4 separate regions of the Sus scrofa genome follow, and all the other regions are linked to region 1. A link is a contact called in public Hi-C and HiChIP or PLAC-seq data. All regions are on one chromosome and are shown on one strand. The core of a region is the stretch at or near the end of the contact, and the rest is flanking DNA. Distances in the headings are between cores, read along the strand shown.

Region 1 (6,906 bases), core at 1,666-4,165:
AGCAAAGAAATGGATGAAATATATATATAAAGATATATATTTATGTAAATGTAAATACATATATAAAGAAATATATCTATACATTAAAAAGAATCAAATGGAAATTAAAGAGCTGAAAAATGCAATAACAGAAATAAAATACTTGCTGGATGGGTTCAGACATAAAGTAGAGGTGACTCAGAGCAGATTTAGTGAACTTGAGGCTCAGATCAATAGAACTGACCCAGTCTGAACAGAGAGAAAATACTTGGAGAAAAATGAACACAGCCTCAGAAAGCTGTGGGTCACTAAAAAAGATTCAGCATTGGGATCATTGGAGTCTCAAAAGGAGACGGAAAATGGGGCTTAAAGAACAGATTGTACCAACTGGGAACCAGAAGAAGAAAAATCTTAAGTGGTTTTGAGGTCCTAGCAACAATTGTATAACATTAATGTATAATGGTGTCCATCTGTTTTGATTGTAATTTTCCTTTCTGGTCGACTCAATAACTTGCATTTAAGGTTAGAAAGAGCCATGGCCGAATTATCCCAGAGGTGAGGGTTTTTAGGGTAGACACCGTGGGAGGACAAGAGCGGTGAGGCATTTGATGACGTAGGCAGCGGGACTCGAAGTGATGGAACATGGTGTCTCTGGGAGGCAGGCTAAGAGGTGGCTAAAGTGTCATAGAGAACAGGCAAGGGTCGAGGCTCTAGTGGGCTTGATGTGGGGTGGGGTGGGGGGGGCATAGGAGGGTAAGAGCACCGAGGGATGGGTCAGCCCAAGGGGATGTGTCTCTTGGTAGAAGCAGCACATACTTGTCATGTGGTCATCTGAGTGTTGGCCTAGTGAAATGAAAGATTAGGTTCAATCTTGGAAAGGGAGTTCCCTAGTGGCTCAGTGGGTCGAGGATCTCACAGTGTTGTCACACCATGGCTTGGGTTGCTGCTGTGACGCAGGTTTGATCCCTGGTCAGAACTTCTGCATGCCATGGGTGTGGGGAAAAAAAAAAAAATCTTGGCTAGAAGGAAAGTTTAAAGGTTTTAGCCCTTGAAGGCATAATAAAGAACAGTTTTTTATGTTTAAAACTTTTTTTTTTTTTTTTTTTTTTTTTTTTGCTGCACCTGTGGCATATGGAAGCTCCTGGGCCAGGGATCAAATCCAAGCCACAGCTACAACCTACACTACTGCTGCAGCAATGCCAGATCCATAACCCACTGTGCTGGGCCAGGGATTGAATCTGGGCCTCAGCAGCGACCCAAGCCGCTGCACAGTGCCGGATCCTTAACCCACTTTGCCACAGGGGGAATGCCTGTGTCTACTAACATTTTTTTTTTAAATAAACAACCGCTGTATTGTTCATGTGAGATACTGGTGTGGTACATGTGAGAACTAGTACCTGAGCCATACTTTCCTGCTGGAGTCTTACATATCTCCTTGAGACATAGGTCTTGGTTCTGAAAGCTCATTCATCTAATTCGTCCGTGTATTGCATACATTTCCTTGGGTGTGTGGGCTCACTGGCTTCAAATGTTGCAGTTTAAATGTAGATGACTTAGTTACAGAACATCACCGAGAGGGACTTCATTGGACTTGGGAAACCTGCTAGACCCAGGTGGTGACCACAGACCGTCCTACTGACTTCTCCCAACTGGTCTCCTGTCCTACAGATAAACAACCTTGACTGTATCTTCGGTATTTTCAGGTGGTTTACATCTTGGAGAAAAAACATTCCCGTGCAGCAACTGGCTTCCTCAAACTCTTGGCTGATAAGAACAGTGAGCTGTTCAGGAAATATGCCCTGTTTTCTCCCTCGGACCACCGAGTGCCTAGAATTTATGTGCCTCTCAAGGACTGTCCCCAGGATTTTGTGACCCGGCCGAAAGATTATGCCAACACACTGTTCATCTGCCGCATCGTGGACTGGAAGGAAGACAGCAATTTTGCCCTGGGGTAGGTGATCTCTGGCAGGAAAAACCACAGATCCCAGACAGAGCTTGGTTTAGGTAAACTTTAGGTAAACTTTTAAAATGTATTTTAATTGTTATTTCTTCATTGAAACATGTCTACTTGGCATAATTTGATCCTGGTGTTTCTGAAATGGCCCTTTGCTCCCACCTCAGCTGGTCACCTCTGCGTTCCTTGAATTTGCCAAGCGATCACCTTTTTTGTTTGTTTTCGTTTTTTTGGCATAAAACATAAGAACATTCTGAGCTTCTGTTTATTTCCTGTTATATAATGAATCCTGTTTGTACTTGTGGACTTGCAAAGGATTCATGGCATCAAATAATCAGAGCCCTCTTTTTAGACACTAATGTTAAAATATTGAAATTCTAGGCATATTCAGGGGACCTCAATCTCCCATGCTTTAAAATATATGAATGTAAAGGTATGTTTGAATGCTTTTTTGATCTTTCTGACATTTCAATTATGGCATTAAAGATTAAGTCACCCTACCATAAGCAAGGAAAGAGTTCTGTGTTTTTAGGGAAACATTCAGATTATGTGGCCACAAAGCATCATGGCTGGCCCCTTCATTGTAATCTGAGGAAACTGCTGGACCCAGCTGTTTGATCAAATGCTCTGCCCCTTTCCTTCTCACAGTTGGTATTCATTTGGAAAGAAAAGCAATATTAAGCCTTAGCTGTAATCTGTAGCCCTTTATTATGGATGGTGTCTGGTTTGGGCTTCCCAGGCATGCGGGCTAGGAAAGTTTGCTGTGGCACTCACTTTGCGTCTCATTTGGGGACTTGCTTTTTGGTCCTCTAACTTGTGCAGGATGGACCCTCCTGGGAAGGTCCTGTGGCTGCAGGGTGGGGATGTCCTCATGTTTCTTCCACACTTTGCCTCTTCCGGCTAGCGGAGGTAAACCAGCTCAAACCTGCGTGTCAGACCTAATGCCGTTTAAGAAACCCTGCCCCGGGCCGCCGTCTCCGCGCCGTGAAGATCGCTGTGCATCTCAGGGCCACTCCGGAACGGTTGTACTTTCTGTTTTGCTCTCAAGTGCTGTGGTTGCAATGTCATCGTTTTTAAGCCTAACTCATTATCCAAAAGTGACGTCAACCCCTTGAGCCCTAAATAGCCCTTCTGAGAGGCTTGCCAGTTTCTCACCATCCGCTCAAAGGGCTCTCGATAATGCCTGTGCCACCTGGCCCCTGGCGATTGTGCCCGCCACACTCTGCTTGGCCGTGGAAAGGGAACACTTTCACATCAAGGCAGGAAATCCAGCCTTATCTTTTATCTGCCTTGCTGTCATATCCCATTGTGTAGACTGATTGGGCTCCTTCCTCACTTTGCAAGTTGTAAGGGTGTAGCAGGAAATCTTGACTGTGTGAGTTTCTCTGGTCGCTCAAACGGCCCTTCAGCTTCCTTGTTTTACAGCCCGGCCATTACTTCATCAAGAACTCTTTTCTTGTGGATAAAGAACAACAGTAATCCAGAAAGGAGTTAGGCCTTTGAAGCAGCAAGGACGTTTGTTGACGCTAAAGAAAGAATATTAAAATATACTATAATCATATTAATGGTGTTCTTTTCACAATACAAAAATCCGAGGAGTCTCATAGTTGGATGGAAAGCTGCTTTTGCTCTACCTTCTTACCGTAAAGACATTAAACATTGTCTTTTATGGAAATAAGCCTTTTGAAACCTTTGTAGAAATGAGAAAATTTATCTTAAGAAATAAAATGTGGCAGGTTTGCATGATGAAGTTCTCAGCCGACGTCTGTCTCCTGAGGGGCGCGGGCTGCAGCTGTTGCCTGTTGGTGGTCTCCGGGCCGTTTGGTTCTGGCTGTCAGTTACTGATCTTTAGGAGCTGAGGTCACTGTTTCCCCATCAGAACATGCTGTGCCGTGACTGCCTGGGCTTCCTCTCGCATCTTTGCCAGGTTTGGACCAGGAGCACGAAGGAGGTCCTTGCTATGGGTATGAATGTGTGTGGTTTGCTTCCATAGAAACTGCCTAAAAGCCAAGTTTAGCCAAAATGCCTGCCTTCTGAATTTCTCCTCTGTCCCTACACTCTATCCTTGGTTTTTGTTTGTTTGTTTGTTTTTTGTTGGTCTTTCTGTCTTTTAGGGCCATACCCTCGGCATATGGAAGTTCCCAGGATAGGGGTCCAATTGGAGCCACAGCTGCCGGCCTACACCACAGCCACAGCAATGCGGGATCTGAGCCGCATCTGCGACCCACACCACAGCTCATGGCAACGCCAGATCCTTAACCCACTGAGTGATGCCAGGGATCGAACCCGAGTCCTCATGGATGCTAGTTGGGTTCGTTAACCACTGAGCCATGACGGGAGCTCCCCTACACTCTACCCTTTGAAGCATTGATCTTCTGCCTATATAATGGCTATGAATTAATCAAGTCTGAAGTCCTTTACTTCCTCTGTAACATCAGTTCATGAGGCGGGTGTTGACCACATGTTTGGTCACTGCTATATTACATGAGAAATAAAAAGGTAAACAAGCTGTAGTTTCTTTGTTTAAAGACCTTATAGCTGGATGCAGAGGGACTTTACATAAATGTCATAGGATTCATTTGATTCTCAGAAATGGAAATCTACTTGACTTAATTTAAATGAAAGTGGTGCTTACTATAAGAAAGTGGTGTTCTTCTGAAACCCAGGGCAGGAAGTGTAGGCAGGTGTCTTGAGGAACTCAGAACTGGCGAGGTGGCAAAGGAATTCACAGCTTCTCTCTCAACCACCCTGAGCTGTCCAGCCACCGAAGGTATCTTTTCTCTGCCCCTTTCTGCCCTTGAGCTGTACTACTCTGCTTTTCTCTACACAGTAGCCATCTACTTGCTCAGTAGCATTCATGGCCCCTACATGGCACTGCCAGTCCTCCACAGGTCACACACTGAAGTCTAGATCACAGTGCAGAATTTCTAGGGGAGGAAGTCTTTACTGGTCTGTTGAGACAGTTATTTTCCCCGGTCAATAGTTTTAACCAGAGGTGGGGGGTGCCAAGGTCCCACGATCCATGGCCCAGTTACCAGACACCTCTCTGGCAAGGAGTGTGGAGAAAGCACATGGATTGAATGGCCTATCTCTTTGAGTCTAACAATAATATGAAGCAGAGTGTTGTAAATTCTTCCACAGGGATAAAATTATTTTTCTGGAAGTTTAGAGGAGGCTGATGAATGGGGAAGTCCAGGATTGCCTCTTTGCTAAAAAATTGCCCTGAGAGTCCAGGGCGGGTGGGAGGGGCCATGACCAGAAACAAGCAGTAGGCTCTCGGCCTAAGATGAGATGGGAGAACCTGGAATAAAGAAGCTGCAGTGAAGGAAGCAAAGAAATAAGAAGCTTCAGGGGAGATGAGGAAGGTAGTTTTCTCAGACGTGATGACTGATTGGAAATGGGGCATGAAGGAGAAGGACAGAACCTTGAAGTCTCAGGCTTCTGACTCGGGTGATGGCGTAGGTAACAGTGGCGTTTAATCATGACTCACCAAGAGCATCTCCTGCTGTTCCCTTCACTTATACCCCATGGCTCGCCTTTTCATCACTGTGTTCACAGATCCGAAGCTGTACACACTGCACTTCCCTTCCCAGCAGTGTCTTTCTCTTCTCCCCAGTGTTGATTTAGTGAAATACTCAACTCTGAAACTTAGCAGTTATCCACTTGAAAAGGGTTCCCTGGCTCTGAGTCCTCCATCACGGATGCTCCCATAGTTTCTTTTGATACCATTCCTGTAGCTCTCATCTGCTTGTGTTATAATTACTTCCGTAAATTATTTACTTTGCCACGCGCTCTTTCGGAACAAGGATACTCAGTGAGTGAGTGCTGGCTGTCCGATGGGTAGATGAACATGATTTGATGACCCCGAGGTCTTCAGCCATGTTGACTAGCGAGATGTTATACCGTAAATCAAGCTGGAGAACACAGGAGGACCTTAGAACAGAACGTGACCAGAACCAAGTTTTTATGGTTCAAAATCAACACTTGATAACAACATGTAGTCCACATGTAAGCTCCGGTGAAGAGCCCCGGATTTAGAACCTTTTAGCAAACTGGTTCGGTCGACTGTGCACATCAGCAGAGCAGATGATTTCAGTAGCTTTGGAAGGGGCTCAAGGAGGCCGTCAGTCTCAGTGCCCCTCTAAAGTGGAAGTGTTGCTTCTCTGGCACTTTGGAACCTCCAATTAAGAGGAGGCTAAGGACTATTATAGTACTCTAGATCTCTGCTTGTTAAGAGTTATTTTTCATCTTGTTCTTGGAATTGTCAGAAGAGATTTCACTTGAGCCGTATTCACCTCTGGGCGTCACATTTTCATGACTCAGTCCTGTATTGCTATCAAAAACCTAAAGGTTAGCTGGTCTTAGTGAACCCTTACTGGCTTTTGGGAAACACGGCATTTTGTTACGTATCACAACATAATTAGTACTTTTTATATTTAGTACTGGACTCTTTTTCCAAGATAAGCCCCATTGGCTTCCTTGCTGGAATGATTTATAATCATTCCCTGGAATGATTTATAATTATATAATCAGACTTACATTATTAAAGAGTTTCCCAACTCTCTCTCTTTTTTCTTTTTGCTTTTTAGGGCTGTGCCTGCGGCATATAGAGGTTCCTGGGCTAGGGGTCGAATCAGAGCTACAGTTGCCGGCCTACACCACAGCCACAGCAAGTTGGGATCTGAGCCTCATCTGCAACTTACACCACAGCTCAGGGCAACGCTGGATCTTTAACCCATTGAGCAAGGCCAGGGGTTGAACCCTCAACCTCATGTTTCCTAGTTGGATTCATTTCCCCTGCGCCACGATGGGAACTCCTCCCAACTCTCTTAAATCGTCTTTCCCTTTAGACACTCTTACAGTGGAATTCGTGCCTCTCTTTTCTCAGACCTTTGTGAAATCTGCAATCCTAAGGTCTAGAGTTTACAGTCCCAGCCTTTCCTTCCAGGATGTCATGAGCATGGAAATATCAG
Region 2 (6,906 bases), core at 2,500-4,999, 190 kb before region 1:
GGGCAGAGCGTCTGGGTCACAGCTGCCATTCAGTAAATAGCACCTCCCTCCCCAGCCGGCTTCACCTCAGAGGGTCCCTTTCAGGAGCAGGGGTCTCACAGCAGAGCCTGGAGAAACGAGTGGTCATGCTGGGTTTGCTGGGGCGAGGGTTAGCAGAGCCTTTTTTTCCCTTGCTTTTGAGGGCCACACCTGCGGCATATGGAAGTTCCCAGGCTATAGGGGTGGAATCGGAGCTGCAGCTTCAGGTCTATGCCCCAGCCACAGCAATGCCGGATTGGAGCCGCATCTGTGACCTACACCACAGCTCATGGCAATGTTGGGTCATTTAACCCCCTGAGCAAGGCCAGGGATCCAACCTGCATCCTCCTGGATACTAGCCAGGTTCATAACTTGCTGAGCCACAGCGGGAGCTCCCTAGCAGAGCCTTTGGATGAGGGCTACACCCCGTCTCTACCAATAGGCGTGTGGGTGCCTGGGGGCCAGGGGAAGGCATCCTTCTGGGACAGTGTGATGCCCTCCCAGAGCACAGCACGGGCAGAGGGACGCTGAGCCTCAATGCCTTGAACTCCCTCCCAACCCCCTTCTCTGGCCGTCCCATGTGTTTCAACAGATGACAGATGTCCGTGATGTTCCTGCTCTGCCCCCTCTCCCCCACCCCTGCAAGGTGTTCCTTCAGGCATCAGCCACACCTCATCTCTGTCATTAGCATTTTATAATCAAGGCTATAACCACCGCGACAGTCATTATCAGGGCTGGCTAGAGCCGACGTCAACTCCGGAGTGGAGAAATGGCCACCGCCTCGGAAGAGCTTTCATTAAGGCAAAAACCCTAAGCTGTCTTTCTCTTTTAAGCCCAGACAGGGAGCTACCCTGGGCACCTCCATCAGGAGGTTCCAGGCAACAGGAAGGATGCTCTGCCTTCTCACGGGGGCCGGGAGGGAGGGGTTGAGAAGGATCAGTGTGTTGGAGATGGGTGTTTCGCTAACAGAGAACCTCCAGGGGGTTGACAAACTTCCCGGGTCAAAAGGGTCAAGGAGGAGTCTCAGCAACGTGGATGCCTCCTGCCGGGTACCTCCTGTCACCAACACCTGGTACCCACAGTCAGCCACATCCAAGAAGAGGGAGCCGATGGGGAGGTGCCTGCCGGGCATTGTCAGGGACCTCCTCCGCTCACCTCCTGCTACCTCGGAGGATGCCAAGTGTTTGGGTTCTCAAGTTTGAACTTGGTGCTTAAACCACAAAGTGAAAACTTCAGGCCTGTGGCTCCATCTCTTCATTGTTGAGACAGGAAAGGACAGAACAATCCCATCACAAGGGTGGCTTCAGAAGGCTGAGATGCAAGGGCCAGCGTCACGGCAAGTTTAAGATCTCAGATAAACGAAGCCTCTTGCAGCCTCTGCAGAAATGCGGAGGGGCACCCGGCCTGGTCGAGTCTGGCTACAGAGAGGAAGGGCATCAGCTAAATGCTTAGGAGTGTCCCTAAGCTGGGTGGGCAGGTTTTTCGGGTCATTGACCGACATTTTTAAGAGCCCCTTTGGGCATGCTGCAGGTTCCAGATCATCTTAGGCTAGCATCTGGCCTCTAAGCTGCTCATGAGTTAATGTGGGGAGGTGAATGGGTTCACAAGCAACTAGAGCTCAGGCGAAAAGCTTTTCTGTATAGTAAAAAAAAAAAAAAAAAAGGCTCAGGCAGGGCACTGGGGAGCTTCAAAGAGGGACACTGATAAGGCTTCTGGGGTGAGAGAGCAGCTTGGCCTGGACTGGGACAGAACTAGGCTGTGGAACAGGGAAAGTCAGCAGACAAGGAAGCCTGGAAACCAGGGGGGTCAGATTCTAAAGCACTTGAACGTCAGTTTCAGAGGTTGGGACATTGCTTCTCCATGGACACCGATGGGCAGCAGGAAAGGAGAGCAGCGGGGAGCGGAGGGAAGGATTTTTGTCGCAGGACATGGCCAGGATGTAGCACCCAGCCGGGGCTCAGGGTAGCCTAGGGGTTGCCAGCTTGGCGGAGAGGTAGAAGGCCAAGACAGAAACCCAGGCCTGGTGTGGCGGGGGGGTGGGGGTGGGGGCTCCACTTGGGACATGATGAGTGTGAACTTGGGACCAAAAGAGATTTGTTTCAGGTTCCTTTTCCTTGCCCTGAAGTAGTGCCACAAACACTAAGGTTGGATCCTGAAGTCGCACAGGCTGCAGAGGCGTCAGGACCCTGGACAGACCAGTTTGCCCACAGCCATGGTTTAGAGAAGGGACAAGAGCCAGAATGTTCTGGGGCAGAATGCACCTCCGTGATGCCAACAGAGGGCTATTCTCTCGACCGTGAGGGCACGGATCTTGATCCGCGTCGGTCCCATTTCAGGGACAACAGACCCAGGGAGCTGTCCTGACCACTGGGCTACTTACTGCCCAGCACCAAGATGCAGGGGCTGGCAGATAAACTTACCCTTGACCTGTGGGTCTGCCCTTCCTCCTCTGCTCCCATCAGCCCAGGATCACTCTTCAAGACCCCCCAACTGGCAAACTGGGGCCAGTGCTGCTGGCTGCCTTATGTTCCTGGGATGGGCAGGACTCCACCAAGCTGCCTGTTTCCCCAGAGGCAGCCAGGTGCGTTCATCCATGCTGAGCCGCTTCTGACCTTGCCAAAATTACCTGGCCACTTTATCCCTCAATTTCCCCCATCTGTGAAATGGAATGATAAACGGTCTTGGGACAAATGTCTGGCACACGCCCTCAGTCTTGTGCTGGAGTCGGTTGGCTCCCCTCCAAAGGTCGGCTGGGAGGCGGAATGGTCCCAAAGTCTGGGGATCAGAGGGAGACCGGCTTGCGGCACGGGGTTCAGGCTTGGTTCTGGGGGCCTTCTCGGGGGAGCTGGGTGTGCCAAGAGCGCCCGGAGGCCAGGGTTGGGTGGTACTCACCGCCGCCAGGGGTCGCCGCACTAACATCCCAGGCCGCTCATGGAGCCGATCCGGTCCAGTTTGAGGCCGAAGCAGCCCTTGGACAAACCCTTCTTGTTGCCTCCTTTGTATTTGCGCGCGTTGGGGTGCTCGTGCAGAAGGCGGGCCCACGCCGCCCGAGACTTGGTGTCCACGCGCAGGTCCCGGAGCAGTCGAGACCGGTCGCCCTTGAGGTTGGCGCCACCGCCCCCAGGAGTCTTGTCGCCCTTCTTCTGACCGCCGCCCGCAGCCTGGGGCTCGGCCACCTCCTCCCCTGGCGGAGTTCGAGGGACCTGTCCGAGGGGGAAAGAACAGGTAAGTGAAGGGACGCACGACGGCAGGGCGGGGGACTTTGTGGGGCCGCTGATGCTCCAGGGCGACACGCCCGCCGGCGCGGTTTGTCCCTTTCAAGCCCTGAGCGCTCCCCCACAGGTGCAGGATAGTTGGGCCCTGCATCCACCTGCCACGCGGCCGCCGCTGTCCCCTTCCTCAGGGAGTCCCTCGCCCTCTTCTCCTCTGCCCCCTGCCCGGCTGACCACGCTGGGGCAGCGGCTGCGCGTTTGCAGACGTTCTCCCCAGGCTTCGAAGGCGCCCCAGCTCTTACCGGCGCACATCTGGGGAGAGAGCCGCCTTCCTGGCCCCTCTGCTGCTTCTGGCGCGCCGCACCCTCCTAGACCCCCCCAGCCGTGCCACGGCCCCTCACAGTTCCGACGTCCCTGCGACAGCACCCACCTTCGGCGGCGCTCCGGGCTTGGCTTCGGAGGGCCGGAGCGAGAGGAGCGTGAGCAGCAGAGCGCAGGCCAGCAGCTGGGAGAGGTGCATGGTGCCTGTGGGGTGGAGGGGCGCAGATCGGCGGCAGAGAGGTGCACGGGGCCGGCGGGCAGACTGGCAAGCGAGCGCGGAGCAGACTGGCCGGGCTGCGGTGCGGGCGCGAGTCCCAGTGCTGCGCGGCGCCGGCTGGGTGCGCTCTGAGCCCGTGGCTCCGCTCGCGCCTTTATAATCCAACCTGCCGCTGATGTCATCCTCCCGCCCACAAGGCCGCCCGGGCCAATGGCACGCGCGCCGAAGGCCGGGAGGGGGCCGCGGGGGCTCCCCCTCTGCCCCCACCCTCTTCCCACCCCGGAGGGATCCCGCGGCTCGGCGGGCTCTCTCCCAACAGCTCTCCCAGCTGCAAAGTGGCGTGCACAAGGGAACTCCAATTGCAGGGAGCGCGCGCCCTGGCCTGCCAAGCGATGGTGCGCCCGGTGCCCTGCGCGCAAGCTTGGACCACAACACCCATGCTCTCCCTGGAGGGGATCAGTTTCCTTCTTTGCAGCTGCAAAGATAGGCTCAGAGGAATTAAGTCACTTGCTCCAAGTCACACAGCCACAAAGTTGGCACAGCCCGAAATCCACGCAGATCTGCCTTGTTGCCAAACTCTTCCCGGGGCACCTGACAGGCGCGAGGCCTGATGCTGCGGCTCCACGTTTCACCTGCTGGCCGGGACAGTAGTTCAGACGCCACCGACGCCTTGGATCGGGGAAGCAAAAGATGGGGGCCAGAGGTCCGGGAGGAAGGCGCAGAGAGAGCGAGGTTTGCCCAGGGCCGCAGGGGGGAGCGCAAGTCCTACACCGGAGAAAGCACGCTTTTCGCCTGCCGGTGTGTTTGGGAGCGAGAAGCGATAGGAGTGCTCAAGCGTGTGTGCAGTAGCATCATGTGCCCGCCGCTGAGGCTCTAAGTTCCCCCTCAGTCCGCTTCCGCCGCACAGCCGTCCCCAAAGCTGACCCAGCAGATGGCTTTGGTCTGCCCCGAGGGGTGCGCAACTGACCTTGTCTGAACCTACGCGAGGATTCGCAGCGGGAGGACGTTCCCTCCAGTGTCCGGTGCACCTGCACGGTGTGGGGAGGGAACTTAAGCCAGTCTGGAGCCCAGTCTGGCTTTGCGTTTTGGGGGCTCAGAGTGGTCCCTGTCCTAGTTGTCAGATCCTGCCCCAGTATCCCTGCTGCTCACGACTCCCTCTCCTTGCCGAGGGCTTCTCCGTCCCTGGGGTTCTTAAGACTCTTTCAGGAAAAGCCACTGAGGCAAAGAACCCTAAGAATTGGGTGAGGTGCAGTAATCTGTGATTCTGCTGCCTCTGAGCTGGAGAGCAAACAGGGAGGTGCTGGTGGACCCCAGGCGTGAAGATGACCCTGAGGGTGTGAGGCTCCTGGAGGAGCTTTTTCAGGGAAAGGAAGCTGCATGGGGCGGTGGGGGTGGGGAAGGCCACTGGACTCAAGAGGGGCCTGGAGAAGAAGGTTCCACGAGGTCAATCTTACAGCAGAGCCTGAGCCCAGAGCCTGGAGGCCAAACGCAAAACCATCTGCTTTCTTTCCCACCCTGGCATTCGGAGCCGGAAACTGTTGTGGACCACTTGCAGGTCCGTTTGTTTAGGAAATAATGTACCCCTGAGGCCTGGATGTGGGGCAGCTGGATTTCCTGAACCCCAAGAGGATCCAGAAATCAACAGGGCATCCTTTGTGAGTTGGTGAGTTGACACGCCACCTCCAGGCAGCCACCCCGATTGCCTCTCCATGGTAACCCCCTTCGAGTGGCACCACTCTTTCCTTTGAGGAGAAAGGAAGAGGAAGAAGAAGGGGAAGAAGATGGGCTCTCCAGATGGGCATTGGAAGTCCCCTCTCCTCTTTGTCTACTGGATGAAGAGAAACAGTGCCCATCTGGGCTTCTTTGAGACTCGCTTCATTTTTTTAAATTCTCTTTTTCTTTATATATATGCTTATTTTTATTTTTGAGACTCGCTTTATTTACACTGGTTTAAAGAGCCAGGCAGATTGACTCCTGAGCCAGGCTCTAGGCTGGTTTCCAGGGAGCAACAGTCCATCCTCTGAAACCCCTTATTAAGGACAGGTTGGAAGCTTCCAGCGCTCCAAGGTCACCTCTTTCTGTCTGAATATGAATATCTGTAGGCTGGTGCTTTCCTGTCTTCTGTGTCCCTTGGATGTACTTGGTGACAGCTCAGTAACCATCTAGGTCTCCGCTCTCTTTGAGCTTTGAGGCTAAATAGATAATAAACCGATTCCACCCCACCCCCACCGGAGTGTGTCTAACACCTTGGATTCTAGTTCTTCTTTTGGGACAAGGACTCTTCTGGTGATACCCCCAACTTCGGACCACTGGCCTATGGATTTGGGGCAAGTTGGATCCTGGAAGGGTTATGTGCAGTGTGAGGCTTCGCATCCCTGCTCTTGGCTGGGGCTTGGTAGGTGGATAGAGTGGGAGGGCGGCCTTGGAGGGACCTGCATGGAAGGAGGCAGTCAGCACAGCCTTGGCCTTGGCCCCTGAAGCGTTCCCCTTCCCCTTGGTTTTCTTGCCCAGGGAGCTGCAGAGAAGTCTTGGCCTCGCCCCTGGGCCTAGACCAGGGAAGCAGGTCACTTCTTTCTGCTTCTCCCTCACAAGATCTGCTCCTTCTTGCTCCGGCCTCGGGGGCCTGGCCTGGGAAAGTTGCACCCACCGAGCCTCTGAACCTGAGCTGTTTGTGGCACTTTCTCAGATGCTCAGTGGGAGAAGGAGAGAGAAAAGGCCCCTGGGCCTCTGGAACCTGGCAGTTCTGTGGGGAATCTTGTCATTTGTCGCTTATCGATCTACTGCTTTCGGAAGTATTCACTGAGCAGCAGTGCAGCTGATGGCGTTCCAGGCCCAGCAGGGAAGACCCACCCCCCCGCCCCTTCTCCCCCATCGCCAGGCCCCAGGCCACAGACACTAGCTTTGGCAGGGAGGGAGGGCAGCTCCCTCAGCTTGGGCCTGCAGGGCAGGCTTCCTGGGGAAGGAGAAGCCTGTGCGGATCCAGGGAAGGGGACCCGGGCCACAGGAGGTGAGAAGGATAAGAGGAGGGAAACCAGATGCCAACTGGAGCGACTCCCTTTGAGCAGATGGAAGAACGCATCCAGGCTTAGAGGGGAGCAGTTAGAGAATAAAGGGGGGTAGTCAGACCCAGGGAAAGAA
Region 3 (6,906 bases), core at 2,206-4,705, 190 kb after region 1:
ATAAGACAAGTGTTAGTTCAGTGGAAACAGCCCAGGCGTGGAAAGAGAGGGGGTTTTTTGGTTTTTTTTTTTTTTTTAATCTGCTAGCTTTCATACTGAGAGTGAGGAGGGCTGCTCTGGACAAAAGTGCTCATCTCTCAGGGGGCCAACAAGTGAGCCCCAGCCACATTGTCGCCAGCGCTGGATCTAAGTCATGCCTGTGTAGAGGCAAGGAAGAGTTTCATTGGAGCACATTTAGCATGCCCCATCAGGCTGGCAGAAGCTGACCTAGGTTCCGTCTGTTGAGTTCACCTGCCTGCCTGCTTTCCAGCAGGGAGAACTGAAGGGGAGCTGCAGGAGCCAAACCCCACTCCTAGGCCCTTCTGGAGCCCACTTCCGCCTCTACAAACAGGCCTGTTTTCCCTGTAACATTTTTTTATTTGTATTTTTTTTTAAATGAATCTTTCTTTTTTTTTTTTCTTTTTGGCCAAAGCATGTAGCGGCTCGATGTGGGATCTCAGTTCCCAGACCAGGGATTGAACCCAAGCCGCAACAGTGAAAGCACCAAATCCTAACCACTAGACCACCAGGGAACGCCCCCCTTTTGCATCTTCTGTGGAACACCAAGCAAATCATGTCTCTGAAGTGCCACGTTCATTCCCCAAACAGACATAGTTGAGAAAGCATTGGCCATCACAGTCCGTGGCCCGTCTGAGCCAGGTGGAATGGCACCTACACGTGCCCTTGGCCCTGGGACACAGAGCCGGGCAAGGCCTGGTCCCCAGACTGGAAATCTGGCCTCAAAAGAGATAGTCGCAATCCAACAATGAGTTCTGGGGCTAGAAGAGCCCAGAGGGCCTGGGCCAACGAGGGGGATGCCTTGAACTGAGATTCAGCGGAGGTGGGTTAGGGCGTGGCAGGTGAGGGAGCAGCAGAGAGGCCCCGGGGGGGGGGGGTCCTAGGAAGTGTGGGTGCCCATTCCCCCCAGGGGAAGCCCAAAGAGGCTGGCAGCTTCCTCGTGGCCGCGGGGAGAGCTGGGCTGAGGCTGGCGTCAGGTCAGCGGGAGGTGCCAGGGCCACAGGAGCTGCAGCCTTTGACACAAGACGCCAGAGTGCCCTTAGCTCGGCGCCTTTACATGGCCAGGGCTGGGCCTCCTGACAGGATGGAAGCCAGCAGGGGAAGCAAAAATGCCCGAATTCTTTGCCCGGCGCAGAGGTGGGTGAGAAAACACCCTCGTGGGACAGACTAGCGGGGCTCGGGTGAGGCTCGCCCGTGGGGCTCGGCGGCTCGCAGGGCAGGATGTCTACGGGTCACGACGGCCACGGCCCCAAAGATGACTCTCCGCTCCCCCGTGACCCTCCGCAGCACGTTTCCGCAGGTGGAACAGGAGAAGCGTTAGCAAAAACGAGGTGCACAGATGCAAGAGGCAGAGCCTGTGAGCCAGTGGCAGGCGAACTAGAGCCGTGGGAGGGAGCCAGCTCGGCGCTTGTGCTCATCCCAGGGGCAGCACCGCGACCAAAAGGAGGCCGGAGCCCCAGAGGCAGACGGGAGGAGGCGTCCACGTGGGGAGGGAGCCCCAGGCCTGTCCTCTTTGTCCCGCTGAGCAGGAGACAGGCGGCGGGAAGGCAGGGTTATGGAGGTGGCCCTGCCCGGCCCGAAGGCGGGCTTCCGTGTTGCCCTGTGCGGTGTGCCAACATCAGACACGGGGGCAGGGAGCAGCCGCTGCCCGTCCCTCTGAGGTTGCCAGGGAGATGGCGAACTAGGTCGAGATGAGTGACTTCGGCTCTGCAGCTGCTGCAGCCCTTGCTGAGGACAGGAGGTGCCCTTGACAATCAGGAGGAAGGACGTAGGGAAGCGGTGGACCGCCCCAGGTGCCACCGTGGCCCAGAGTTGACTCTCGCTGTCAGCAGAGCCCTTGGCCGGTCACTGCAAGGAAACCTTGGCGCCCAGTCCTTAGGAGAGGACCTTAGGGTGAAGAGGAACCCCGCAGGGGCCGCTGCAGCGACTGGAACCCTCATGCAGTCTGCCCAGCTATTTCCCAAGGTGGTTTCACAGCCAGATGGCTTCCCCGCCAGGACACGTCCCACCTGTGCCTTGCACCCGTCCTTCTCCTCCTGGGGTCCCCCGCGCAGTGCCCGTAGGAGGTCGGTGTGTCGGGGCTCAGGCCCCACTGCTCCAGCTGATTCCCACAGTGGGCAGAGAAGCAGCCCCCGGGCAGCTTGCTGCACCCCCTGTGGGCCTCCCTCCACGGGCCCAGCTGCCCACTCAGCTGCCCACCGGCTGGCCCGAGGTGGCATTGCTGCGCTGGGGCCGGGGCGGGAGAGAGACACACGCTCTCCCTTTGTGGCAGAGAAGCCACCACTGACCTAAAGCACTGGGATTCCCATTCCAGATGGACACATGAGCTGCCCTTCCTCCGCTCACAGCACCAGGCCTGGCCCCCCCTCCCGTCACAAGATGGGGACAGAGGACAGACCTTAGAGTCACAAAGCCCAGTCTCCAGACCACAGCCCCGCCACATTCTCTCATCTCCATGGTCACTGTCCTTGGCTTCTCAGACACTCGGTTTCCCTCTGCATAGATTTAGGGCTGACCTGCCACTTCCCATGCGGGGTTTTGTGAGGACTCAATGAAATAATGTGCCCAGAAAGCCTGGCCTGAGACCAGCCTGTGGTGGCCGTGTGGTGGGGGGGGTGGCCCTGCCCAAGGGGAGCTGCTCCCCAGAGGCCCTGGGGCCAAAAGTGTCTCGGAGGTGAGCAAAGCACGCTCAAATGCTCAGGAACGCCTGCCTTTGTGCCTTGTCCTCTGCTACCCAGCTGCCTTTTGTCGTGTGTGCGGCAGGGGGGGACCCGTGTATCCAGAACACACTTCTCTCTCAAATATTTGGGGGCCTAAAGCCTAATTTCCAAATCAAAAGTGACCAACAAGTGGTCATCGTCAGTGATGGCCTTGCCAGCCCCTACGGAGCTTATCCAAGCTCTGTCCTTTATCCTAGGCTGCAGAACCAGCCCCTGCTGCTGGGCTGGGGTCCACGCGGGGCAGATAAGCCATTGGAGGGCCCTATGGTGGCTCCCAGAGGTGGCCTGGCTTCTGTGCGTCTTGGCTGCACCTCCTCTGGTCAGCGGTTCTAATTCCAGTTAGACAGCAGCGAGGAGTGGCAGAAGCCATGTGTGTCCCCACCGCAGTGGAGCCAGCAAGCCCTAGTGACCCAGCTCTGCCAGGCCGCTCAGCACAAACTGCGCCCCGGTTCTGCTTTGGGGGAGTTTTTTGTCCACCAGCTCAGCCCAGGGCCACTGCCCCACGCAGGCCTGCTGGTGCCTTGAAGAGCAGAGCCCTGAACCTCGGGAAGGGAGCGAGGCTTCTCCAGCTTTACGCTGACAAAGGGCTTTCTGCCTGTCAACCGGCTCCCCGCATGTCCCCTCCCCACTCCCTACCGCAGCCGCTGGGCCTCCCTTTGGCAGGGCCCCGGCCTCTCTGAAGCGGAGCCTCTGGAGACTTCCTCTAGAGCTAGAAAAACAAGCAGCTGAAACGTGCCTCCTGCTGCAGCTGGGCCCCGCCTGCTGAGCCTATAGAAAGGCCTGGAGTGGATTCAGCCTCCCCGAAGAGGAAACCTGGCTCCGGCCTCACCCACGGGGCCTGTTATGTCTGGCTCCAGAGGCCTGCTCCTCTGGGCTTTTCCGTGCCTGTGAACGCGGCCCCATTCATTTCCCTGCGGTTTCATGGGAAGGTCCAAAGCGCTCAGCAGGTTGCAGTCAGCCCAGGAGGAGAGGGGTCAGCGAGAGGCCCGAGCCGCAGCCGCAGCACCCTCGGCGCAGAGGCCTGCAGCAGGGTGCCTGCTGCCGTGGGTGGGCGCCCCCTCACCGCCCCCAGGCCACTCTGCCGGCAGCTCCCTCTCTCCAGGCCTCCCCCTTTCAGGCTCACAGGCCACCAGCTCCACCTCGCTCCCTCCCCCGCCCCAGCCCAGCTGCTCCCACTTCTGTCTTCATTGGCTCCAGACTTCCCACCTCCCCTGCTCCGACTCCCTGGGCCCTTGCATTTTCCCACCACATCCCACTCAATTTGGGGGCGCCAGGAGAGCAGCGGGTCCCCTCCAGGGTGGTCACAGCCTCGGGCTGTCAGCCGCAGTGAACCCCCCCCCGCCCCCCACCCGCTCGGGCACGCTGCTCTCAGGAGGGCCCAGCAGCTGCCTTCACGGCCAATGCAAAGCCCAAGGACTCCCGGCCCGCGGTGAGTGCCCAAGTGGGGAAAATGCCGTCTTTAGAAGAAATGGATTTGCCGCTGGCAGGGAGCAAATTCTTATCAAATTTCCAAGTTAGTAGTTTTCACCAGGAGCTAATTGAACTAGCTCCGTAAGTGGCCTGATTCCATTTGCATGAGACTCCGCAGAGCTGCGACAAGTGCCTGGTGGCTGAGGGGAAAGAGGCTGTTCTAGTCTCTCAGTTGGTTTTGGTCTTTGAAAAGCGATGCATTTTCAGGGTTGGGCGGCAGCCATGCCACTCTGCCCTGGCTGCCCAGCTCTGTGATCCTTTCCAAAGCCACCTTCTGAGCGTTCTGGGTGGGGAAGGGGTGGGCTGAGTCTCTCATCTGGTTAGGCTGGTAAAATGGATCTGGAAAGGGAACGTTGTGGAGGCCCAGCCCCTCTTGCCCGGCAGGGCGGAGAGGTCAGGGTCGAGGCGGAGGAGAGGCCCAGGCCTGGCAGGGCGGGACTGCAGCCTGCCGTCAGCATCAGCGCCGCGCAGGCCTGAGACCCCCGGCACATCACCAGCCGCCCCCCTCGTCTAAGGCAGTTCTAGGGGAGCGGAGAGCAACCAGCTCGGCGTGGCCAGCCCAACTCTGACCCCCGTCTGGACCGTGCCTGCCTTTGCCGCAGTTCAGAGACCAGCACCCCCCACCCAGGGCGGCCCGGGGAGGCTGCCCTGTGCCGAGGCCAGGTCCAGGGCCTCCTTTTGTTGACCTGGTGGGTGTAGGGCTCTCTCCTCTCTCCTGTGTCCAGTGGACTTGAGAAGACACTTTTGGGGACAGTCGTCAGGCAAGGCTTCCGGGTTACCCAGCTGATCCCCACTCGGGGGGGGTCTCCCCCAGGGTCCCCCTTCACAGGGGGCAGCGCAGAGCCCCCCCCCCTGCACCCAGCCCTGGAGGCCCACCTCCCTCCTGGAGCTCCCTCCCTCCCGCACTGGTCTCGCGCTCAGCCCCGGGTTCTTTCCTATTGGCTCCTCCTGAAAACGTACTCCGATCCTCTGGAAACCTCAGGCAATAACAGAAAACATTGCAGAGGCCTTTCTCGGTCCCTCTCAGACCAGCGCTTGCCTCTCTCACTGATAGTGTATTGCCAGGAGTCCACTCTTGACCGCCTCCCTCACCCTTGAATCTTTGGTTTTCAGAATCACCTTGCCCATCCCCACGGCCACAGCCACGCGCTCCTGCCAGCCAAGTCCAGCGGCCACCTCCAGGGCACTCCCCCGCCCCACTGCTGGGTTTGCACAACCACCCAGCGGGGCCTGGTTCCCTCTTCTCATGCCACTTTCCACTTCTCAGCCACCGCGTCACCCTCCGAGCTCCCTCCCACTTTGTCCCGCTGGGCCCTGTGACAGTCTTGCCCACTCCCAAGCTTGCCTGCGGCCCTGAGCTCTGGCCTGTCCTGCCCTTTCTGGCTGCCTCCTGCCAGCCCTGACTCTTCCCCCAGCTGCACCAGGCCTCTGCTCCGGGGTGCCACTGTCCCCCCATCCTGGGTCCGGCACCCAGGGCCCTGGGGGCCATGCTTGCCTGCCCCCACCCCCAGCCCTCGTCTCTCCTCCCTAGATCCCTTATTTTCCAGTCTTACTTGATGCGTTCCCTCCTCCGCACCTGTACTGTTGCGTCCCTTTCGTGTGGCCCTCCTCAGCCATCTCTTGGAAGTGACCTCGCATCTGCAGGCGTATTACCCCACTAGGGTGGGGCTCCCGGAGGGCAGGCCCAGGCTTTCTGGTGGCAGCAGTGTCCAGGGCATCACAGAGGCAACAGGGCCTTGAGGTCACGCAGACTGGTGATGACTCCCTGCCGCTGGTTGGGAGCAGGGGGACTTGGGCCTGATCACCTCTTTGCACCTTAAGCTCCCCATGCTTTAGAAGGGGATAAAAGCACCTCCTGGGCTCCAAGAGGCTTTCAGGGGCTGCACGTAGCCTGTCACCTGTGCCTAACGGGTGGCTCTTCACTGTCTCACCGCACCGACCCGCAGCAGCAGCTCCAAAAGGTTTGAGGGTGAGGAAGTGAACAAGCAATGAACGGCTGTAGGTGGGAGGCGCCTCACTCGGGGTTGGTTTAAAGCAAGGCCGCCAGTTTGCCGTGAGAGGGGAGCGGTGCCCCGTAGACGTGGCCTGGGGAGAGCCAGGAACGCAATTGCTTCTTTCTCATGTTTAGGAGAGAGGTCAGTGGAGCTCTTTTCCTAGGCAGAGCTTTATGATTTCAACAACTTCCAGCAGCAAGTGGTAGGGGTCAGAGGTATGTGCCTGAGGGCTGTTGCTACGCAGAAAAGGGTGTGGTGGCAGGGACGCAGCCCTCCAAGCGCCAGAATGTGCCCTGACCTGGAAATCTTTTCTTTATTTTGTATTTTTTTGGTCACAGCCATGACATGCAAAGTTCCCAGGCCAGGAATCAAACCTGAGTCACAGCTATAACCAGAGCCACAGCAGTGACAATCCTGATCCTTAACCTGCTTAGCCACCAGGGAACTCCATGGGAATCCTTGACCGTGCACAGTTGCCCAATGCCTGGCCCTGGGCCCGGGGTGGGTGGCGTGGAGTGGGGAGGAGAGGTACAGCCCGTGATGAAAGGGGTGATCACGGGGGGTGGGCCACCTGCTGTGATGGGATAGGAATGGGATGCCCAGGAAGCCCTGGGAGGCAGGGGCCCCTCATGCTGCCTCCCCAGAGGAGGGCGCATCCAAGAAAG
Region 4 (6,906 bases), core at 2,908-5,407, 140 kb after region 1:
GTGATGGAAGTACCTGTCAGGAGTTCTCTGCTTACACCGGGGGTTGGGGTGGGGGAAGAGGGGGGACTGGGTCTGTCTCCGTCTCTCTCTGAGTCAGACTGGGTCTCCTGAAATGTCCCAGTGAGTGTGACCTTGGATTATGTCTTCATCTTTGTATCGTTCACTGTGTCACACCGTAGGCTCTGCCTATTCGCACTGGCCGTTATTAACAGCTACTCATAAGAGCCCTAAAATGTAAAATGACCGAGAGGTGGTTGAAAGCCTCTTGCTAAACTCTCCAGGCTGGAGAGACCTCCCCGCACTCCGCGCACTCAGGTCCGTCCTTCTTTCTACTCATTAGACTCAGTAAGAGACCCATTGTGTTTGAAGTGGTGCGAGAACTCTGGTTGCATTTTCAGTTATAACTTCACTAGCCTTTTTTGCTGCTCTTAGCTCCTGTGTGTAGCTTTCAGGCCCTGTTTGGGTTGGCCTGACGTGAATAATTATAAGGGAATCGAATGAAGACTAAAAATAACAGAGTTGCTTTGTGTCATCTCTGTCACCATAAGAATTGCTACCCTTCAAAACAGTACAGGAACGCTTTCACTAGAAATTCAGGGCTTCTGGTTAAATGTTTTTGGTTTCTTTCTCTTTTCTGTTTTTTTTTTTTTTTTCTCTTTTTCGGCCGCACACACAGCATATGGCTTAGGGATCGAATCTGAGCCACAGCTGCAACTCAAGCAATAGCTGCAGCAACATCAGATCCTTAACCTGCTGTGCCACAGCAGGAACTCCCCGCTTAAATGTTAACAGGCGTTGCGTTACTTCAGTCATGGAGATAGTTGTAGAATCAGGGAGGCTTAAAGAATATTTATCATCCTGTCAGTTTTCCCCCCTTTTTCCCAGGTACCAGTTTCATAATAATCCTGTTGGCAAAATTTTCATTTTGATCTATCCCCCCCATTTATAAATAAATCCACAGGAGTTCCCGTCATGGCACAGTGGTTAACGAATCCGACTAGGAACCATGAGGTTGCGGGTTCGATCCCTGCCCTTGCTCAGCGGGTCGAGGATCTGGCGTTGCCGTGAGCTGTGGTGTAGATCGCAGACTCGGCTCAGATCTCGAGTTGCTGTGGCTCTGAGCTCTGTTTAGACCCCTAGCCTGGGAACCTCCATATGCCGCAGGAGCGGCCCTAGAAAAGGCAAAAAGACATCAATCAATCAATCAATCAATCAATCCACAGCCAAGCATCTGTGCTCTTTTGAGCCGTGAGCACCCAGGCCATCTAGGACGGCCTCTGGAAGAGAGGGCACATGAATACGCAGGAGTTTCCGATCACAGGGTATTGAAATCTTTGCTTTGAGACAGAGATTGATTTAGTTATCACGCTTTGGTTTCATGTGGAGTCGGGAAAAGCAATCCGCATGTCTGCATCCCAAGGTATGGACAAGAAACAGACCTGAAGACCTGCCCCGGTTGTGTATAAGTAACACTAATTACACCCACTTGTATGAGCTGATCACTATGTGTGGCTCGTTAGCACACACGTAAAGACGAACATCTATCATTAAGTGTCGAGTAGCTTTGCTGAGCAGCTTGTTATTATAGCCCTAAACTTTTCATGTGCTCACACTTCCTTTAGGCATGTCTCATAGTCATTTACTCATAATTTTCAAAAGTTAGAAGGAATACAGGTAGCAGTATTCTGGAAGTTGTTAAAGCTACAGACCCAGACATGATTTCCGGCCCTCGCTAGACAGAGATTTCTGGAGCTCCTGTCGAGTTACGAGTTCTGCCCACAGTTCTGTGAAGGAGCCTGAGGCAGTGGCTTGTGAGTTTGTGAAGAAGAACTCTGTGCGCTTACGGGAACCTTCAGTAAGATAGAAGCCAGGGCCGAGTGAGTTGCCACAGGGCTAAAGGAGCACCCACCCCGAGGCTGGGTGGATGGGATTAGCGGAAGAAGGCCGCTGGGGAAGGGCCGCCCCGAATCCCAGGTGATCGAGGTGAAGGGCATGATGGGTGAAAGGGGCTGAAAGGCACCCAAGGCCCACCCTGGTGAGATTCAAGGGGTGTAATCCCTCACCCCCCTCTCCCTTCTGAGTCCCGAGCCCACTGAGAAATGGACGCACGAGCCAGACTGAGATCCAAATATTCCCTCTATCGCTGCTAGAGCTCAGGTTAAGAGAAGGCAGCTTGAGCCAGTGCAAGCATTTGGCACAGCCCAGAGGTTAATGCTGTAAAAAGAAACTCTGATTGGGCTGATTAGAGGAAGCAGAAAATAGCCAGAGGCAGAGAGAGACTGGGGCCCGGGGGTGCTGGGTCCCGCGTCCCGGGACACCCTTCACTACCAGGTGCCCTCCAGTGCGGTGGCCGGCGGGGAGGACCAGGAGCTGATGCTTCTGCTCTTGGACAGAATGGCCAGTGTCGGTCCTCAGCAGAGCTCTGAAGACTGCTTTCTGTAATAACTTTAGAAAGTAAACTAGGCTTTTCACTTGCCTTCTGGTCCTCTCTGTGCGCCTGTACCCAGGCTCATTCCTTATAGAAGGGAAAGACTCTATTCCCACCCCTGTAAACCTTTCTTAGTTTCCTAAGAAACTAAGATTAAGTTTAAGCCCCACCCCTGTAAACCTTTCTTAGTTTCCTAAGAAACTAAGATTAAGTTTAAGCTGAGAATTAAACCCCCAAGTCCTGTTGCAGAGACGCTCACATTGCCCAGCCCGTCCATCCCTTCCACTTAGGGCTCCCCGAGCACTTTATTTATTTATTTATTTAGTCAGTCTTTTTGCCATTTCTTGGGCCGCTCCCACGGCATGTGGAAGTTCCCAGGCTAGGGGTCCAATCGGAGCTGTAGCCGCCAGCCTACGCCACAGCCACAGCAACGCGGGATCTGAGCTGCATCTTCGACCTACACCACAGCTCATGGCAACGCCGGATCCTTAACCCACTGAGCAAGGCCAGTGATCGAACCCGCAACTCGTGGTTCCTAGTGGGATTCGTTAACCACTGAGCCACGATGGGAACTCGTCCCGGAGCACTTTAGTTACACCTGTCACCTGTCCTGATCGCGTTGCCTTGTCATTTTCCCCTTGCTTCCCTGTCCCGTTCTCTAAGACTGTGGGTTCCTTAGGGTAAGGATGGTATCTGTTCCTCTTTACCTCGCCAGCCCCTGCCGCCTGTTTTTAAGGCCTCTAAGCCTCTCTATACGCGTCGGTCTGTTTAAAAGATGACTGTAGCTGCGATCTGGGAGAAGGCTTGTAGCTCTAGAAGAGACGTGTGTTTACGTAAGAGAATTAAGTGCACATTAAGAATCACAGCAGTTTCCTCTTTTGAATAAAAGGGTTGGCTGTTTCATAACTTGCCAGGGCATACCGGGTTAGAACATGGTGTAACAAGGGCCCGCGCAAGGTGGAGCTGCCTGGGCAGGTGTGAGGAGCCAGGAGGCTTTAGCCCCCGGGGGGCTGGCAGTGCTTCTAAGGCGTCCTAAGCCCTTCCATGTTCACCTCTGCATCCTCAGACCAGGCTGTGCCCCTCGGGGAGCCTGGCACAAGAGGCTCTCCAGGAGAAGGCAGAGAGCCCCCCCCACCCCCAGGCACCACTCCAGGAATGGAGATGCCCAGGCTTGGAAAGGTGGGCACCGAGTCCCCCCACCTGCCCCTCGGAAAGGGTCCTCCTGGGGTGTTTTAGTGTTAGCTGCCATTCCCCACCCCCGTGATGAGGTGGAGATGATTCGTTTACCACGCTGGGTCCCCAGCCTAATTCTCCCTGTGTGAATTCTGACCCCAGCCTGGATTTGCTTTTCGTGGAATTGATTTCACAGGACGGAGGTTCTGCGTTGGTTGCTGCTGGGCCCTCTGAGAAGCACACTCCCCTCCCAGCTGGGCCTGAAGAGCGTGCCCAGATGATTCAGACCTGACTCCCTGGCATTTCCAGGGGGCCGTGAAGTGAGACCGAGGGGGCTCTCCCTCTGACAGGGCGACGCGTGGGAAACTGCTGGGGGCTGAGCCGGACAAGGGCCGGTGCCCCGCCTTTCAGGTTAGCGGCCCTGGTGGACGGCACAGGTTTGGCTCCTCCAGGGCCCTGTCTGGTGGGTCGCTGTGCTCACGGGGAGGACGCTCCCCTTCTGTTCGCAGGACGCCCTGCACGTCCTCACTCTGCCCCATGTCACACCCCACGTCACTCCAGTGAGAGCCAAACGGCTACATAAGAGGCATGGAATCCTTTGACGTTAGTAAAACCTGCGCTGGGGAAAGGGAACCGTGCAGCTGATCCTTAGATTTCAACCATGACGGCTTCTTGGGCCAGGCCCAGCTGATTGCGCTCTGCGAGCCGGGGGCTCTGCTGCTGTTCTGCTAGCTGTCTGTCTCAACTCCGCTGCCAGGCTGAGTGCCCCCCAAAAGCTGCTTTCACCTGTCGCTCCAGAACCTGCTGTCCCCTTAAGCAGGTGTCATGGATAATGAGATTTCCATTAATATTCTGGGATAAGATAAGATTTCTAGGGGTTTTTTTTTTTTTTTTTTTTTGGCACACAAAAACAATTTCTTTAAAAGTCAGTTACCATCCTCCACGATTTTATAAATGAAAACATTTTAGCACCAAAACAAAGGGAAGACACAGTTTCCCAGTTCGGGACGGCCTCTGACATCGATCTGGTTGAGGTTTGTGGAAAACCTTTCCGTCGTGTTGACCTCAGACCAGCCTTGGAGACCGAGTGGGTTGTTCCATCAGATCCAAAAGCCTCTTGGTGATGGGGCCTGAGTGTGGGGGACCCTGTGTCCCACCAACCCATCTCCCTTCCTCACTCCTCCTTCCTGCCTTTGCATGGCCTGGGCCTCCACTTGCTCCCCGCGCCCCCTTGCCCCACGTCCTCTGGAAGCCAGAAGCCACTTCAGAGAGGCTGCCTCCCCCGTGCCAGCCTCCCTCCCTGCCCGCGCTCCTGATCTGTGTAGAAGGCAGATACCTTGCTCACCCATCAGCCTGCAGAAGAGGCGCACTAAAATCTGCTCTCGCACCAAAATGCCCCCGCGGTCAGTGCCCCGGGGTCAGCGGGTGCTCGAGGACACCGTGCCCATTCTGCAGTCTAGAACTGGAAGACGTGGCCCTGCTGCTCCTCGAGAAATGCCCACGTGTTTAAAGAATGGTGTTGCTGTAACACCGTTGTTTTGTTGTGAACTACTTCTTGCTTTCCTCTCTTCAGTGAGACATGCCAGACACTTTTAACCAAAGAGAATTTAAGAGCTTTAAGAGTATTTCATAGCTTGAGACGTTTTGACTTATGTTTTTAATTTCTCGTATTAAAAAACATATATCTACCAGGTACAAAGGACTCTGCTGGATATTGGGACCAAGAGATTAGAACGTGGCCCCAGCGCTCATGTCCCAGCCTTCAGAGTGGCTTAAGGGACAGAATAGAGACACAAAAAGCCCCCAGGGGTGGCCCAGGAAAAGTTGAGTTTGGGCTGCGTGTGGAAGGGTCATTCTGTTTTTAAAAGTCTACTACTGTACAACATAGAAATTAGCAATTTGCTGTTAGAAAACACTAGAAATGCTAAAAGTAAATTACAAATGATTTCATTGCCCCTTGAATTGTGAGCCCCTCCTCGAGGAGGGGGTGGGGCAGGAAATGTGCCAGAGTTGGGGGGAAATGGGTGGAGACCAGAGGGGTGACACCCGGGGAGGAAATCCCAGCTGGTTTCTGATCCCCATTAAATTGGTAGTCTCCTAAGTATAACAGTTTGCTAATGAAGAACAGGCTACTGGGTTTGAAGTACGTTTGCACAGGGAGCTGTTTCTGAGCTCCGAGAACGCCTACTTGGCCACCAGGCGCTTTAAAACTAATTTGCTACAATCCGTTTTGTTCTGGAAATGACCATGAGCCCGCTCTTCCCTTCCCCTGCCCTCCACCCCAGTCAGGGCCCGGGCCTTAGCTTTTCCTATAAGCTTCCATCCAGCCAAGCTCGCAGCCTTTCCTGCCTCCCCGGCTGCCCTGCAGGGGACACACACCTGAGCTCAGAAGGGCAACAGCCCTCTGCCTGAGCCCCTCGCACCCGCCTGGCCATGAGGCCTGGGTTCCTGCCTCCTGGTGGCTAAGGACTTCTTGGTCCCTGTGGAGATCTGACCTGCTTGCCCGCAGGCCTAGTTCCGAACTCCTTTGGGGTACATGCTGCTGCTCCAGGCTCTGCCCAAGGCCCCGACTCAGCTCTCCTGTGGCCACCAGCGTCAAGTCAGTGACAAGAACCTGTAGAGCTTGTGAGCATCTGTCCTTCATCCAGCCCCCCAGGTTCCAACCCCGACTCTCCCCTAGCTGCGCCGCTCTGGCTTTTCTGTGCTTGTTTCCTAAGATAATCATGAGTAAAAAGACAGAACGTGTTCCAGAGGCAACCGCGGTACAGTGATAACAGTACCCGTGCCACAGGGCTGCTGTTGGGTTAAATGACTTGCACCCGTGAAACTCGTAGACCCGTCCCTGCCACCTAACACCAAATGGGTGTTAGCTGTGTGCCCAGGTGCTGAGAAGGGCCCTAGTTCTGTCCTCACAAAAGAGCTGCCTCGAACAGGGACGAACCCAGGAACCCAGGACGGGCCACGGTGCAGCCACCCCTCCCCAACCCCGGTTTGTGATCCGCCAGGTGGGTCTGGATGCAGGGGAGGAGCTGAAATGGGGGCGGGGGGGGGCTCCTGCTGCTCAGTTGGGGGCAGTGGGGTGTGGGGTGGGGTGGAAGGAGCACCGCAGTAAAAGATTAAGGGATGAAACGGGGTGTGTCTCGAAGCGCTCGGGAGTCCGGAGTCCGTGCTGGATTCATTAACAGGGGAGAGCGGGCAAGATATGTGAGCAAGGAAGGGAAGGAGGTAGAATTGCATCACTCAAACAAGAGACGCAAAATATTCCCCTTGTACAGACACAGCACAGCTTACACAACCCGTCCCCG

The links. A called contact is a pair of places that touch in the nucleus more often than the background predicts. HiChIP or PLAC-seq counts read pairs in DNA pulled down with a chosen protein or histone mark.
Region 2: an H3K27ac HiChIP or PLAC-seq map of skeletal muscle shows a contact between it and region 1. The contact joins the promoter of NPPC here to the enhancer-like site in region 1. A contact is called at or near these places in 3 of 5 promoter capture datasets (fetal liver and liver), 24 of 47 Hi-C or Micro-C datasets (adipose tissue, alveolar macrophages, blood and 14 more) and 2 of 2 datasets of contacts at active chromatin or transcription factors (alveolar macrophages and skeletal muscle).
Region 3: a contact with region 1 is called in an H3K27ac HiChIP or PLAC-seq map of skeletal muscle, with 7 times the contacts expected there. The contact joins two enhancer-like sites. A contact is called at or near these places in 5 of 47 Hi-C or Micro-C datasets (embryonic fibroblasts, fetal skeletal muscle, heart right ventricle and 2 more) and 2 of 2 datasets of contacts at active chromatin or transcription factors (alveolar macrophages and skeletal muscle).
Region 4: a contact with region 1 is called in a Hi-C map of skeletal muscle, with 5 times the contacts expected there. The contact joins two enhancer-like sites. A contact is called at or near these places in 2 of 47 Hi-C or Micro-C datasets (epiblast stem cells and skeletal muscle) and 1 of 2 datasets of contacts at active chromatin or transcription factors (skeletal muscle).

The regions. Positions count from the first base shown.
Region 1 is chr15:132,695,531-132,702,436 of Sscrofa11.1, forward strand. DIS3L2 (DIS3 like 3'-5' exoribonuclease 2) reads left to right here. Exons shown (of 21, transcript NM_001195333.1): 8 at 1,683-1,930. Among named protein-coding and RNA genes, the nearest start is that of DIS3L2, 160 kb to the left of the region's middle. Within about 2 kb of position 2,916, at least 24 of the 83 cell types and tissues checked have an H3K27ac peak or open chromatin away from gene starts, as enhancers often do. A contact at or near this core is called in adipose tissue, alveolar macrophages, fetal skeletal muscle and 4 more, where this site is marked.
Region 2 is chr15:132,505,776-132,512,681 of Sscrofa11.1, forward strand. It overlaps NPPC (natriuretic peptide C), which reads right to left and starts at 3,750. Exons shown (of 2, transcript NM_001008482.1): 1 at 3,661-3,750; 2 at 2,931-3,221. The coding sequence starts at 3,750. The coding sequence ends at 2,931.
Region 3 is chr15:132,883,871-132,890,776 of Sscrofa11.1, forward strand. The region is part of intron 14 of DIS3L2 (DIS3 like 3'-5' exoribonuclease 2); the gene reads left to right. Among named protein-coding and RNA genes, the nearest start is that of ECEL1, 110 kb to the right of the region's middle. Within about 2 kb of position 3,456, at least 40 of the 83 cell types and tissues checked have an H3K27ac peak or open chromatin away from gene starts, as enhancers often do. A contact at or near this core is called in alveolar macrophages, fetal skeletal muscle and skeletal muscle, where this site is marked.
Region 4 is chr15:132,835,009-132,841,914 of Sscrofa11.1, forward strand. The region is part of intron 13 of DIS3L2 (DIS3 like 3'-5' exoribonuclease 2); the gene reads left to right. Among named protein-coding and RNA genes, the nearest start is that of ECEL1, 160 kb to the right of the region's middle. Within about 2 kb of position 4,158, at least 5 of the 83 cell types and tissues checked have an H3K27ac peak or open chromatin away from gene starts, as enhancers often do. A contact at or near this core is called in skeletal muscle, where this site is marked.